3 separate regions of the Sus scrofa genome follow, and all the other regions are linked to region 1. The links are chromatin contacts, called in public Hi-C and HiChIP or PLAC-seq maps. All regions are on one chromosome and are shown on one strand. Each heading gives the region's core, a stretch centred on a gene start, on an enhancer-like site or on the middle of the called end of the contact. The rest is flanking DNA. Distances are from core to core; before and after follow the strand shown. Region 1 holds the start of MCCC2 (methylcrotonoyl-CoA carboxylase beta chain, mitochondrial). Region 2 holds the start of CENPH (centromere protein H). Region 3 holds the start of MRPS36 (28S ribosomal protein S36, mitochondrial).

Region 1 (4,644 bases), core at 1,437-3,936:
TCCCGTCGTGGCTCAACGGTAATGAACCCAACTAGTAACCATGAGGACGCCAATTCAATCCCTGGCCTCGCTCAGTAGGTTAAGGATCCACTGTGGTGTAGGTCACAGACGTGGCTTAGATCTGGCGTGGCTGTGGCTATAGCTGTGGTGTAGGCTGGCAGCAACAGCTCTGACTTGACCCACTCTCATTCGACCCCAAACCTGAGAACTTCCATATGTCTCGGGTGCAACCCTATAAAGCAAAAAAATTTTAAAATTAAAAAAACAAAAACTACACAGACGGCAGACAGGAAGCTCTAGGCCTTCATTCTCCATTCTCCGCATAGAGACATCACAAAACAACTCCAAACTGGCTAATATATAACTTTTATAGGAGCTCTGGAAAACAGAGGCCTACCCCAACCAAAAAAACGCCCAGCCAAGAAGCTATATTCAAAATGGTGGGAAACCCATCGTCCACACTGCCACCACACTAATTATTCCATCAGGTCAGCAGGATCATGCCACTCCTCTACTTAAATACCTAAGCAGACAAACTGCAAAATGAAGCCCCAGTGTGGCTTCTGCACGTGTCTTCCCTCCTTCACCTGGGGACATCCGCAATCCCATCTACACCATGAATTCCATACTTGGCCAGACTGCCAAGACCACATTCCCCCTAACCACCTGCATAGGGTGGTACCTCTGTTCTCATGACTCCGACTCCTTTAATTTGTATAGTTTGTAGTTGCCTCCCATCCTCCATCCTTATTTTTATTTTACTTTTGGCCACGCCCACCACATACAGAAGTCCCAAAGGGCAGGGATCAAAATCCCGCCACAGCAGTGACAACGCCGGATCCTTAATCGCTAGGCCACCAGAGAACTTCCCCATCCTGAGCCTGGTCACTTATTACCCAGCTTGAGAGCCAACTCACATATGACTTCCTATCTGCAGCTTTCCATACACCACCTTATTAAGCTTTAGACACCACTTACCATGATGCACTGCTTTTTTGTCTATCTCCCCCACAAAATTAGGATCCCATTCCTATACATCTATACTATACACCTAAAATAGTGCCTAGACCACAGTAACCACCCAATGTTTCTGAATTAAATGTTCTCTCCTGATCCCAGGAAATTACAAGACTTTTGGAAGCCCTCATTGGATACTGTTTCTGCCTCAGCCTGCTGCTTTTCTTTCAACCTTACTGTTTTCCTAAAGGCAGGAATTATTTTAAATGTCTTAACTGAAAGTTATTTGCACAATTTAATGTTGTGGGGTTTTTTTGGGGGTTTTTTTTTGTCTTTTTTCTATTTCTTTGGGCCGCTCCCACGGCATATGGAGGTTCCCAGGCTAGGGGTCGAATCGGAGCTGTAGCTGTTGGCCTACACCAGAGCCACAGCAACGCGGGATCCGAGCCGCGTCTGTGACCTACACCACAGCTCATGGCAATGCCGGATCGTTTAACCCACTGAGCAAGGCAGGACCGAACCCGCAACCTCATCGTTCCTAGTCGGATTTGTTAACCACTGCGCCACGACGGGAACTCCTAATTTTTGTTTTTTTGTTTGTCTGTCTTTTCTAGAGCCACACCCATGGCATATGAAGGTTCCCAGGCTAGGGGTCTAATCGGAGCAACGCCGGGATCCTTAACCCACTGAGCGAAGCCAGGGATCAAACCTGCAACCTCTCGTTCCTAGTCGGATCTGTTAACCACTGAGCCACGACAGGAACTCCTGCACAATTTAATGTTATCTGTGTAGGCTTAGAAACCATGAGAGAGACTGAAAATTTCCAGCTCTGATATTTCACAAACCAGGAGTTGTCTCTATAACCTTGTGATGCCTCCCAAGTCCAAGAAAGACCATTTGAGACACATAAATGGTCTTAACATAGACCATTCTATTCTATTAACATAACCAACTATTTAAAGTCTGGGAAGCACAAGCCAGGGGGAGCTGTGCTAGGCCAGTGGTTCCCAAACCTGACAGCCACCAAGCCCCCCCCCCCCAACTTCATTAACTATGCAAACACTAGGACTCCACCCCGGAGACCAAAAAGATCCAGGGTGAGGATTAAGGCAGCTGTACTACGAACAAATTTCCAGGTGACAATTGCTAAACCAGGTTTTGAGAACAACTGATGGTAAAGATACAAAATACAGTACCACTGCTAAAAGGGAACTAAAATGTATCTGATTTTCTCTTGCAAACTTCAGGAATCCCTAGCGCGTCCCAGAATCCTGATGGGATCCAGAGAACAAAGCAGCCGCTGTTAAAGTGAGCCCATCCTCCACCCGCTTCCCAGTCCAGCCAGTGCCTCGGCCCGTCGGTCCGGCCCTGGAGGACAAGTGGAAGACGAATCACTGACTCAGGCTAGGTCCTCCAGGCCGCTCACCCAGCCTTACCTGGTAGATGGCAGAGCTAGAGTCTGGTTGAGTGCCCAGTGCGACCACGGAAGCCCCATGATAGGCGCGCAGCGTGGAGACAGGGACGCGGGCGCACGGCCTCAGGGCCAACCTCAGGGTAGCCCACATGGCAGCGGGCACAAAGGCAGGAAGGAACGCGTGAGAGCCGCCTGCGCCGATTCGGAGCCCAAGCTTCCCCCTTCAACTCCCCGTCTCGAGGCCACAGCTCCACTCCGCTCCAGGCAGCCCTAACTCGCCTGAAACCTCCCAGATTCTCAAGTCGACCTCCGCACGTGCTGACGCACGCCGTCCGTGATTGGTCGGCCTGAGCCCCACGCCCCCCAACTCAGCCAATAAGGGACAGGGGTGCAGCCCACGAGGCCTGTCGTATCGCGAGCCTGTGGAGACGCGCCTCCTAAGACGCTGAGCTGAGAGTTGAGAGCTGGGCTAGGTTTCCTTTCAGTCGGTCTCAGCTCTTTTGCTATGCACCATTTTCTTCTTCTCCTGCAGACAGAAAGGACATTGCGGGACTTGAAAAAGCTTATCTTATATGAGAGCTGGACACTGAACAAGCTGCCCTAAGAAATTAAACTCTTTATTCATCCATTCAACAAGTATTTCTTTTTCTTTTTTTTTTTTTTTTTTTTGTCTTTTTGCCATTTCTTGGGCCGCTCCCTCAGTATATGGAGGTTCCCAGGCTAGGGGTCTAATCAGAGCTGTAGCTGCCAGCCTACGCCAGAGCCACAGCAACGGGGGATCCGAGCCGCGTCTGCAACCTACACCACAGCTCGCAGCAACGCCGGATCCTTAACCCACTGATCAAGGTCAGGGATCGAACCCGCAACCTCATGGTTCCTAGTTGGATTCGTTAACCACTGAGCCATGACGGGAACTCCAACAAGTATTTCTTAGGTGTCTTCTGTCAGGTGCTCTTCGGGAGCTGGGGATACAGTGGAGAACAGGCACAGTGCCCTCCTTTATAAAGCACAGAGATCATGAACAAGTAAATTAAAAACTCTAAGAGTGATAAATTACAACTTGGATGTACATATTTTATATATGTTTTATATAGGATTATAACATTTCTAAAACTTTGCCTATAACAAATCTGGGCTTCTTATCCACTGGACAATGAGAAAAAATCTTATTTAGTCCACTTAAGTCTGAGACATTTTCAATTAGTTTTATACATGATGTTAGATAAAGGCCTGGCTAAATTCCTTAGTATATGGGTACCAAGTTTTCCCAACAACATGAAGAGACAGTCCTTTCCCCATTGAATAGTCTTTGGCTCCCTTGTCAAAAAAAAAATTTTTTATCAAAAATTATTTCGCATGCAATGGTTTTTTTCTGGACTTTCTATTTGATTCCATTGGTCTGTATGTCTGTCTGTATACCAGTACCACATAATTTTTATAGCTGTGGCTTTGTAATAAGTTTTTAAATTATTAAGTGTGAGTCTTCCAGCTTTGTTCTTCTTTTTCAAGATTATTTTGCCTATTGTTTTGTAATTGCTTTTGTAGTTTCCTTTTCAGGTTGTTCATTATTAGCATATTTAAATGCAGGAGTTCCTATTGTGGCTCGGCAGTTTATGAACCGGACTAGCATCCATGAGGACACTGGTTCCATCCCTGTTCTAGCTCAGTGGGTTAAGGATCCAGCGTTGTGATGTAGGTCACAGACGTGGCTCAGATCCACTGTTGCTGTGGCTCTGGCGTAGAGGGATGGCTACAGCTCCAATTGGGCCCCTAGCCTGTGAAACTCCATATGCTGCAGGTGCGGCCCTAAAAAGACAAAAAAAAATAGACAAAAAAACCCTCAATTTTTAACTGTGTACTGCTCTTTTGCAGAATTCATTAGTTCTAATTGTGTGTGTGTGTACATAATCTTTAGGGCTTCCTGCATGTAATAAATCATCTGTGAACTGTTATAATTTTACTTTATCCTTTCCAATATAAATGCCTTTTATTTCTCATTCTTACCTAATTGCTCCAGCTAGAATTTCTAGTACTATATCAAATTAAAATGGTTAAAGTGGACATCCTTAGCTTGTTACTGATCTTAGAGGAAAAGATTTCAATTTTTCACCATTAAGTATGATATTTGCTGTGGGTTTTCCCCATGTGGCTCTTATGATGTTAAGGTTAGTTTCCTTCTAGGTTTGTTCAGTGTTTTTTTCATTTGTTTTTGTTTTTTGCTTTTTATCCTTAGTATACATCTGGTGTTGCCATGAGCTGAGGTTTAAGTCCCA
Region 2 (4,644 bases), core at 1,404-3,903, 560 kb after region 1:
CAGGAACTCCAAAGAGTTTAATATTTTAGGATTTTGTATTGCAAGTGGAAGGGAAGTTTTATTTTTTATTTGTTTCTTATAAGTATTGAGAAGACTTTTATACGAATGAATGTCTTTCTGGATCAGTGTGTAGCAGTACTCATCAGAATTTCCTGAAAAGAGTTTTCCTGTGGCAAAGTGGGTTAAGGGTCCAGCTTTGTCACTGTAACAGCTTGGGTTGCTGGCTGTGGCGAGGATTTGAACCCTGGCCCAGGAACTTCCACATGCCATGGGCAAGGAAGGCCAGAAAAAAAAAAAAAAAAAAAAAAAATTTCCTAAAAACAGAAAAACAAGGCAAGTTCATACACTTGGTCAGATGTCAAAGGAATGGGAGGTGGATAATTAGGGTAATTAGATTACCCTTAGAGTTCCTGCCACCTTTATACTATATGCTGTTTACCAATCAATGTGAGTGAGGTGGACTTTTGTGAGAGAATAGTGTTTGGTGACCAGGACCTCTTTTGGGCATTTCATCCTAAGCGGAATACACAACAGATAAGGCGACAGGGAAGGTAATACAAGGAAGCTACTCTTTGGAGCTCAGAACAGGTTAATGAAGCCCATGGGATCCTCTAGCTGTGGACAGTGCTAACGGGGTCCTCCGGAATTGACACTAGACTGTGGCAGCGTTTTCCTATAGGACTCCAAGAACTCTGCATAAAGATGCAATGGCCCATGGATAAATGAATGGGAACAGAGGAAAGAGCCCCCACCCTAAACTTCTTCCTTTCTTTGATAAACTGTAAAAGACTGTTGATAACTTAAATTCCCATCATTGTTGCCTATCCCTGCCCACAGGCCCCCAAACTCACTCTCAGAAGGTGGGTTAATGGCCTGAAGACTGGGATGAGACCTTGAGAGAATACAAAGTTCATCAATCACATGGGGATGGGTGACAGCATGCCTCCGCCTCTGAGAAGCTTCCGAAGGAGAGGACAGTGAATCTGGTAAATACAACTGCTGTTTGACAAAGAGACTCTTTACAGTAAGCCAATCAGGTCAATTCTGCTTGAACCTATAGAGCAGCTCCTGAGCAACAATATCCCCATAATCATGAGACAAAAGGTTGATATTGTGATTCTGAAAACCCAGATGCCGCCAAAGTGCCTTAATGATGCTGGCTTGCTCAGAAATGGAATAGTGACATGGTCCCCCTTGCAGGCAAACAATTCACCTAAGAACTTCCAAGAGTGAAGAGCAGGGGAAAGCTGGGGTTGGGGGAGACAGAATGCACAGAGAGGCCACAAGAAGGGGCATGGCCAACAGTCTCACCTGCACCCACCACTCCCTCATGTAAGACCTGGGCTATAAAACTCCATGTTGGGAGAGCCTGTTTTGCACTGGTAGGAGGCAACTTTTTTTTTTTTTTTTTTAATGGCCACACCCATGGTATATGGAAGTTCCCAGGACAGGGACTGAATCGCAGATGCGACGTACCACACATCCTTTAACCCACAACGGATGAGGCTGCAACCCAGGCCTCTGCAGCAACTAGGAGCCAGCAGTCAGATTCTTTTTTTTTTTTTTTTTTGCTTTTAGGGCCACACCAGTGGCTTATGGAGGTTCCCAGGCTAGGAGTCTAATTGGAGCTAAAGCTGCTGGCCTGCAAACTACACCACAGCTCACAGCAACACCGGATCCTTAACCCACTGAGCGAGGCCAGGGATCGAACCTGAAACCTCATAGTTCCTACTCGGATTTGTTTCCGCTGCACCAGCTGCACCACGACGGAAACTCTGGCAGTCTGATTCTTATCCCACTGCACCACAGCAGGAATTCGGATAAGAGGGAATTCTTAAAGTAAGGCTGTGAGGTCTGTTATCAGGCAGTCTTTCAAAGCAGTAGTAAAGCTGAAACACGGTTAGCAAAGCTTTTTTTTTTTTTTTTTTTTGGATCCCTGGTCCTTAACCCACTGCTGCATAAGGGAACTCCACAAAGCTTATTTTTTAAAAGCATTACTTGTTATGATTTAGAACAGAAGTCTGAATTTTTTTTTTCTGTAAAGGAAGAGACAGCAAATGTCTTAGGCTCATATGGTGTCTGGTCTAACTGCTCAACTCAGCCCTTTGCAGCAGGAAAGTTGTGTTCCAATAAAACTTTAAGAGGACTAAAATCTAATTTCTTCCTCTCAACCATTTAGACACATGAAAACTTTTCTTAGTTTGAGGGGCCAAAGAAAAACAGAGAGTAGGATAGATATGGCCCAGGGCCATAGTTTCCCATTGATAGAATATTTACGTCCCTTATCATCAAATCTAGCAACGAATTTCTTCACAACAAACGAAGCTTCCGGATTGAAAAGGGCCAAAGCTATAAAAGAATAGGGCGGGGCAACTTCCCTCAAGTTTATCTGGGCTTGGATGGGTTCCTGCCGAGCTAGCTAGAGGGAACAACCTGAGCAGTAGGGTCATGCGGTCCTCGGGACGCGCCGCATCGTTGCCGGCGACCTGCGGCGGCCTGCCTTCCCCCCCGGAGTCCGCGGGCTCAGCTGCGGCTTGCTTCTTGGACTGCATCTCCATCCTTGGGGCGAAGAACTACCACGGAAGACGAGTTAACACAGCCCTGCCAGGGGCCGCCTTTCTTCCCGCCACTTAATTGACGCCCGGAAGGGGCTGGACTGTCGTTGCGTCCCGCCCCCTTCCGCCCCTAGCCCCGCCCTTTCCACCCCAGTCTCTGGTTGCTATGGTTGCCGATGTCTCTTATTTTATTCTGGCTCTGTAGGTTAAACCTTTGACAGACAACTAGTAAAAGAAAAAGAAAAAAAAAGTGAAAGAACTTTAATTAAGCGTTAGCGCAATTCAGTGCTAGGCTAAGGGCTGTGCTGGGCTAAGGGGGCACTCGGCGGCATCTGGCAGCCGCGGTCTGGAGTGGAGAACTCCAACATAAGTGCTCTTGCAACACTGGCTCTGAGATAGCCAATTGGTTGTTCTTGTTTTTGTCTTTTTAGGGCCGAACTTGTGGCAAATGGAAGTTTCCAGGCTACGGGTTGAATTGGAGCTGAAGCTGCCAGCCTACACCACAGTCATGCCAGACCGCAGAGACACATCTTCAATCTACTCCACAGCTTGCAGCAACACCGGATCCTGAGCCAGACCAGGGATGGAACCCGCATCCTCATGGATACTAGTCGAGTTGTTAACCCGCTGAGCCACAACAGGAACTCTGGGATAGCCGTTTTTGACCCCTCTTAGTACTCCCCTTCCATCCCCAGCCTTGGATGATGGGTGTGTGGGCCAGACTAGGAGAGAGAAGCATCCGAGTAGAGATTTGTTTGTCCAGGCCCCTCATTTGGCAGAGAAACGAGTGGCCCAAGATCAAAGATACCCACTACCCTCTAGGAGTCAATGCAGACTTCCAATCTGAAATTCAGCTGTCAGTAAGATTCGAACTCGGTTACAGAGTTGGGTACCCCCAAGGGTCAATTTGGTGATGCAACAGATTTCAGTTGCCCTTTCCTAGCTGAGTAGTGACTGGGTAATGGAGAAAATGCAGAACGTATAAATGCCTGATTGGTTTGTAGTTTTTCAATGTGGTCAGTCATGTAAGGGACAGGGTTCTTGCAGCACAAGCACAATAGCTCAGACCTCTTTGAATGAGAGCACGGAGCATTCCCTTCTATAACTAGTTTCCCTTGAGTTATTCACAGAACACTCCCCTTTCTTCCTCTCTATTATCAAAATACAGGTCCTGATAAAAGATTCAAAAGCCACAGGAGGATGTAAAATGTGGCCACTACTCCCAAAACTCATGGAGGAGCATTTTGCTTCGTTTTTTCTTTCACACAAAAATGATCCTCTTCTTTCATCTAACTGCTTTATCCAGGATGTCCTCCCGATTTTCACATCAGTCCCACCCTTTTGGGCAACTGCTTATCAGTGACCAAATTTGGAGCAAGAGTATGCAGTGGTTCTCCAATCAGAATCATGGGAAGAACTAGTTAATACAGATTGCTATGTGCCTCTCCAAGCTACTGATTCTGATTTGCTTTTCTAACAAATTCCCAAGTGATGTTGCTGTTGCTGTTGGGGGATGACATTTTGAGAAACAATGTAACTGAAGGTTATAAAAATGAATTAAATATACCAGATGGAGGGGTTCCCGTCCTGGCTCAGTGGTTAACGAATCCAACTAGGAACCATACATGAGGTTGCGGTTCGATCCCTGGACTCGCTCAATGGGTTAAGGATCCGTCATTGCAGTGCGCTGTGGTGTAGGTTACAGACGTGGCTCGGATCCTGCGTTGCTGTGGGTGTGGTGTAGGCCAGCAGCTACAGCTCCGATTCAACCCCTAGCATGGGAACCTCCATATGCCCCAGGAGAGGCCCCAGAGAAGGCAAAAAGACAAAAGAAAAAAAAAGAAAAAAAGTCGTAGCATTCAGACAATGAGACACCTACATCGAATGTTTTCACTGACGTGTGGAATCTGAAAAAGGGACAGACTGAACTTTTTTGCAGAACAGATATTGACTCACAGACTTTGAAAAGCTTATGATCTCCAAAGGAGACAGTTTGGGGGGTGGAAGGATATGCTTAGGTTGTGGGATGGAAATCATATAAAATTGGATTGTGATGATCATTGTACAACTACAAATGTAATAAATTCAT
Region 3 (4,644 bases), core at 837-3,336, 530 kb after region 1:
CTTTGCAGTTCTGTTAAAAGGAGTCAGATGGTTCCTTATTGTGTATTTCATAATATCTTTTTTTAATTTGCATATATCAGTAGTTAGTCGTTTATTACTACTGTGTACTATTCCATTTTAACAACTCTACCACAATTTATCTTGCTTATGGACATTTGGATATTTTTTGGATTGGGTGTTATTATGAATAAAGCAAGCATGAACACTTTTATACAGTGTTTTTCTAGGTATATGCATTCATTTCTCTGGGGTATAAACCTTTAAGTAGTACTGCTGGGACACAGAGCAGGTATGTTTAGTACTAGAGAATGACAAAACAGTTTTCCAGAGGGCTGTACCATTTTATAGTCCTACCAGCAGTGTATGAGAGCTTCAGGGGTTTCATGTTCTCATAACCACTTGGTACTGTCAGTCTTTTAAATAATTTTGGTGTGTGTAGTAGTATTTTCCGGTTTGAATTTGTATTTTCCTGGCAAGTAATGATGTTGAGGATCTTTTCATAGGGTTATTGCTCATTTAGATATCTTCTTTTGAGCAATATCAACCTTTTTTACCCATTTTAAAAATTGGGGAGTTCCCGCCCTGGCACAGTGGTTAACGAATCCGACTAGGAACCATGAGGTTGTGGGTTCGATCCCTGGCCTTGCTCAGTGGGTTAACGATCCGGTGTTGCCCTGAGCTGTGGTGTAGGTTGCAGACGCGGCTCGGATCCCGCGCGCTGTGCCTCTGTCGTAGGCCGGTGGCTACAGCTCTGATTAGACCCCTAGCCTGGGGACCTCCATATGCCGCGCGGGAGCATATGGAGGTCCCTAAGGCAAAAAGGCAAAAAAAAAAAAAAAAATTGGGCTATATGCCATGGGAATATGTGATTATCTATTATGGATACTAGTCTCTTGTCAGATGGTCTCCTGTCCTCCCAGCGTCTTTAATTAGCAAGTGCTCAATAACTACCCATTCAACGACTAAGTGAGGACCATTCAATGCAAAGAGGCTAAGGATTGGGATGCAGGATTACCCTTCAGAGTGAAATAACTTTAAGAGTCTTTTAAGGCAAGTATTTTTGCAAAGAGAAATGAACTTCTCATATCAAAGTTAAAAGTTAATCATACACTAATACACTTTTAAGAGTTGAAAAAGATCACGTAAAGAAACCGCAGAAGTGGAGGCTGTGGTCCTTTATATGCCAATTTTACCCTTCCTATTTAAACTAGAGACCACAGCTGGAGAAGCAAATACAAAAGCTATCAGGAGTCAGTAACTGATGTGTGGAGTAACTATAAAGTTCCTCTAGCACCAATCTAAACTCAGGGGTAAAAAAGCTTAGGAAACCAACACTAAGGCATATATTAAAAGATAAATATATACATTTTTTTACAGCCCCCCCCCCATTCCGGCCTGTAACCAGACGATAGGACTGCCGGGGGCACTGGTGGGGGGAGATACCGCCCCGGGCAAGGACACAGCAGGTGGGGCCAGTTCCCCGGCCATTCCCAAGACCTTGAAGGGACACTGGGTCAGATGCCAGCTTCGCTTCCTTTCAGTCACCGCTACCGCCCTCCTTCCGATTGGCTGATCTGCTACAACACGGATAACACTAGTCGCCGATTGGCCACGCTATTGCCAAGGCAGCCAAGGCTGCAGACTCCTAAGAGGCTAACGAGGTCCTAGTGGAGTGCAGTCTAGGGACTTTGGAGCAGCGACGGGCCTACCTGGGAAGATGCACTCTCGCGGCCTGACTCGATTCTCGGCTCCAGTGCCCGGCTCAATGCCCGACCCAACGAGCTCAAGGTCCAATTCTCACACACACCCCAGGGGCGCCGCTGCAGGCCCTATCTAGGGCCGTGGTCACGGCGCAGATTCCGCCACCGCCTTTCCTCCTCAGCGCCGTTGCTATCCTCAGCACCACCCCTACCGCCCATGGCGCGGAAAAGCGACCGAATCGCCTTACCTGAACGACCCTGCTGGCAGACGCCATCTTACTGCCCATCATGACCCCCGAGGAGGGGCAGCTTCCGGAGCACTAGCTAGCAGCGGCTATATCAGGAGTCCTGGGCGGCTGGGGGCGGGCCCTGCAAGTGACGTCACTGAGGAGGAGCGGGCGCTCGAGCCGGACCCGCCTCCACGTTGGAGCTAGCTCCACCCCTTTGTGCCTGCCCCCGCCCTTCCTCCTTCCCGCGTAGAAACTGATCCACGTGTTTTCCATTGTTTCGTTTTGCCGCTGGAGGTTTGCGGTGTTGGATATATTTTGCTCATCAGCCAGTGAGTGATTTAGGAACAGTTCCTCTGCGGATAGCCAGTTTCCAATTTCAGTATAGTCCAAAATTTAATCTGAAACCAAGTAAGTAATATAAATTCTTGTGGCTTCCTAAAATGAACAATCTTGGGAGTTCCCGTCGTGGTTAACGAATCCAACTAAGAACCATGAGGTTTCAGGTTCGATTCCTGGCCTTGCTTAGTGGGTTAAGGATCCGGCGTTGCCGTGGCGCTGGCGTAGGCTGGCGTAGGTCCCTAGCCTGGGATAGGAGAGGCCCTAAAAAGGTAAAAAGACAAAAAAATAAAAATAAAATAAAATGAACAATCTTGTTAAAATTTAGGAATAAGTAGCAAGCTCAGAAAGAGTGGTCAGTTCCAGGTCTGTAGTAGGCCACCTCTTATTCCTTTGCTTATTAGCATTGCCTGATTTGGTATTCTGCTTGCTTTCTCTACCGTTAGTTCTGATATTAAACTGCTGCTTGCTTCAAATTTAAGAAAATTCAAAAGTTCAAGTTTTTCTTTTTGAAGCATGAGCCATCCATATCATTCCCCCAAGTTATATTAAATTGTAAGGTAAATATTAGTACTTACAATGTTAAAAAATTAACACGCAATATGTTGCAACCACTTAACCTTGTAGCTAATGTAAACTTACATTATTGTAAATAGAGTGACAAATTTGTTTAATGATCTAGATTAGTGGTTTCTAAATCTAGAAGTTACTGAGCCTAAATATGGGTCCTTCTGATTCAGTATGTCTATGGAGGAGAGCAGAAATCTTTTTTTCTTTCTATGCTGCACCCAAAGCATGAGGAGGTTCCTGTGTCAATGATCAAATCCAAGCAGCCTCTGTGACCTATGCCACAACTGCAGCAACGCCAGATCCTTAACTGCCTGTGCCACAGCAGAGAGCTCCCAGAAATCTATTTTTAAAAAAGCTTTCAAGCGTTCTCTTGTGGCACAGGTTAAGGATTCAGGTGTTGTTACTGCTGCAGCTTGGGTCAATGCTGTGGCATGCGTTCGATCTCTGGCCCAAGGAACTGCCACATGCTTTGGGCTTATCCAAAAAAAAAAAAAACTTTCAAAGCTTGTTTTAGGAGTACATATTCTAAAACCAGATAGTTGTGGCTTAGCGGTGAGTTGTGGTGTAGGTTGCAGACTCCACTGGGATCCTGCATTGCTGTGGTGTAGGCTGGCAGCTGCAGCTCTAATTCATATGCGAAGGGTGTGACCCTAAAAAAGACAAAAAAAAGAAAAAGAATCCAACATGGTATCTGAGAGGATTCGGCTTTGATCTCTGTCCTTGCTCAGTGGGTTAAGGATCCAGCATTGCTGTGAGCTGTGGCATAGGTCACTGATGCAGCCTGCATCCTGCATTACTGTGTCTGTGGCAAGGATGGCAGCTGCAGCTCCAGTTCAGCCCCTAGCCTGGGAACTTTCATATGTCACAGATGTGGCCATAAAAAGCAAAAAATAAAATCAGATTGATAAAGTGGCTAAATGGGCAAAGCACATGAACAGGCAGATTACAGAGAAGAAATACAGGAGTTCCCTGGTAGCTCAGCGGGTTAAGGACCCAGCATTGTCACTGCCGTGGCACAGGCAGTTAAGGATCTGGCCTGGGAACTTCCATGTGCCATGGGTACAGCCAACCTCCCCCCAAAAAAATACAGAAAAGAAATACAAATTGCCCCTTAAAATATTAAAATATTTTATATTTTAAAATATATTTTATAATATTAAAATATCAGGAGTTCCCGTCCTGGCTCAGTGGTTAACGAATCCAACTAGGAACCATGAGGTTGCGGGTTCAATCCCTGGCCTTGCTCAGTGGGTTAAGGATCCGGCGTTGCCGTGAGCTGTGGTGTAAGTCATAGACACGGCTCTGATCCCGCGTTGCTGTGGCTGTGGTGTAGGCCAGCGGCTACAGATCCAATTCGACCCCTAGCCTGGGAACCTCCATATGCCACAGGATCGGCCCTAGAAAAAGCAAAAAATAAAATAAAATAAAAATAAAATATTCAAACTCCCTCATTCTATGAAAAATTTATACTACACCAAAACACTATTTTCAATCTCTCAAATTTGCTAACAGATTAACTTTGAACAATATGATCTGGGTAGGCTATAGGTAAAGTGACACTAATGTACTTCATTGGTGGTAATTTATATTTTGGAGTTCTCTTGTGTCACAGCAGGTTAAGGATCTGGCATCATCACCATAGCAGCTTGGGTCATTGCTGTGGTGTGGTTTGATCCCTAGCCCAGGAGCTTCCATCTACCTCATGCACAGCCAAAAAATAAAAAATAAAAATTTTTATTTTAAGTCAGGGCAAGAAAAAATTAAACATAAAATTCTCTCCGTGTGTGTATTGGGGCCTCCTCCCTCCA

What was found. Hi-C and Micro-C count contacts between places; a contact is called where the count stands out from the background. HiChIP or PLAC-seq counts read pairs in DNA pulled down with a chosen protein or histone mark.
Region 2: an H3K27ac HiChIP or PLAC-seq map of alveolar macrophages shows a contact between it and region 1. The contact joins the promoter of CENPH here to the promoter of MCCC2 in region 1. A contact is called at or near these places in 2 of 5 promoter capture datasets (fetal liver and fetal skeletal muscle) and 1 of 2 datasets of contacts at active chromatin or transcription factors (alveolar macrophages).
Region 3: a Hi-C map of alveolar macrophages shows a contact between it and region 1, with 2.7 times the contacts expected there. The contact joins the promoter of MRPS36 here to the promoter of MCCC2 in region 1. A contact is called at or near these places in 2 of 47 Hi-C or Micro-C datasets (alveolar macrophages and heart right ventricle).

Annotation. Positions count from the first base shown.
Region 1 is chr16:47,915,350-47,919,993 of Sscrofa11.1, reverse strand. It overlaps MCCC2 (methylcrotonoyl-CoA carboxylase beta chain, mitochondrial), which reads right to left and starts at 2,686. Exons shown (of 17, transcript XM_005672531.3): 1 at 2,394-2,686. The coding sequence starts at 2,522.
Region 2 is chr16:47,351,328-47,355,971 of Sscrofa11.1, reverse strand. It overlaps CENPH (centromere protein H), which reads right to left and starts at 2,653. Exons shown (of 9, transcript XM_003483841.3): 1 at 2,434-2,653. The coding sequence starts at 2,558. It also overlaps the pseudogene LOC102161570.
Region 3 is chr16:47,383,854-47,388,497 of Sscrofa11.1, reverse strand. MRPS36 (28S ribosomal protein S36, mitochondrial) reads right to left here and starts at 2,086. Exons shown (of 4, transcript XM_003134022.5): 1 at 1,949-2,086. The coding sequence starts at 1,990. It overlaps LOC102160395 (a long non-coding RNA gene), which reads left to right and starts at 2,152. Exons shown (of 4, transcript XR_308458.3): 1 at 2,152-2,338.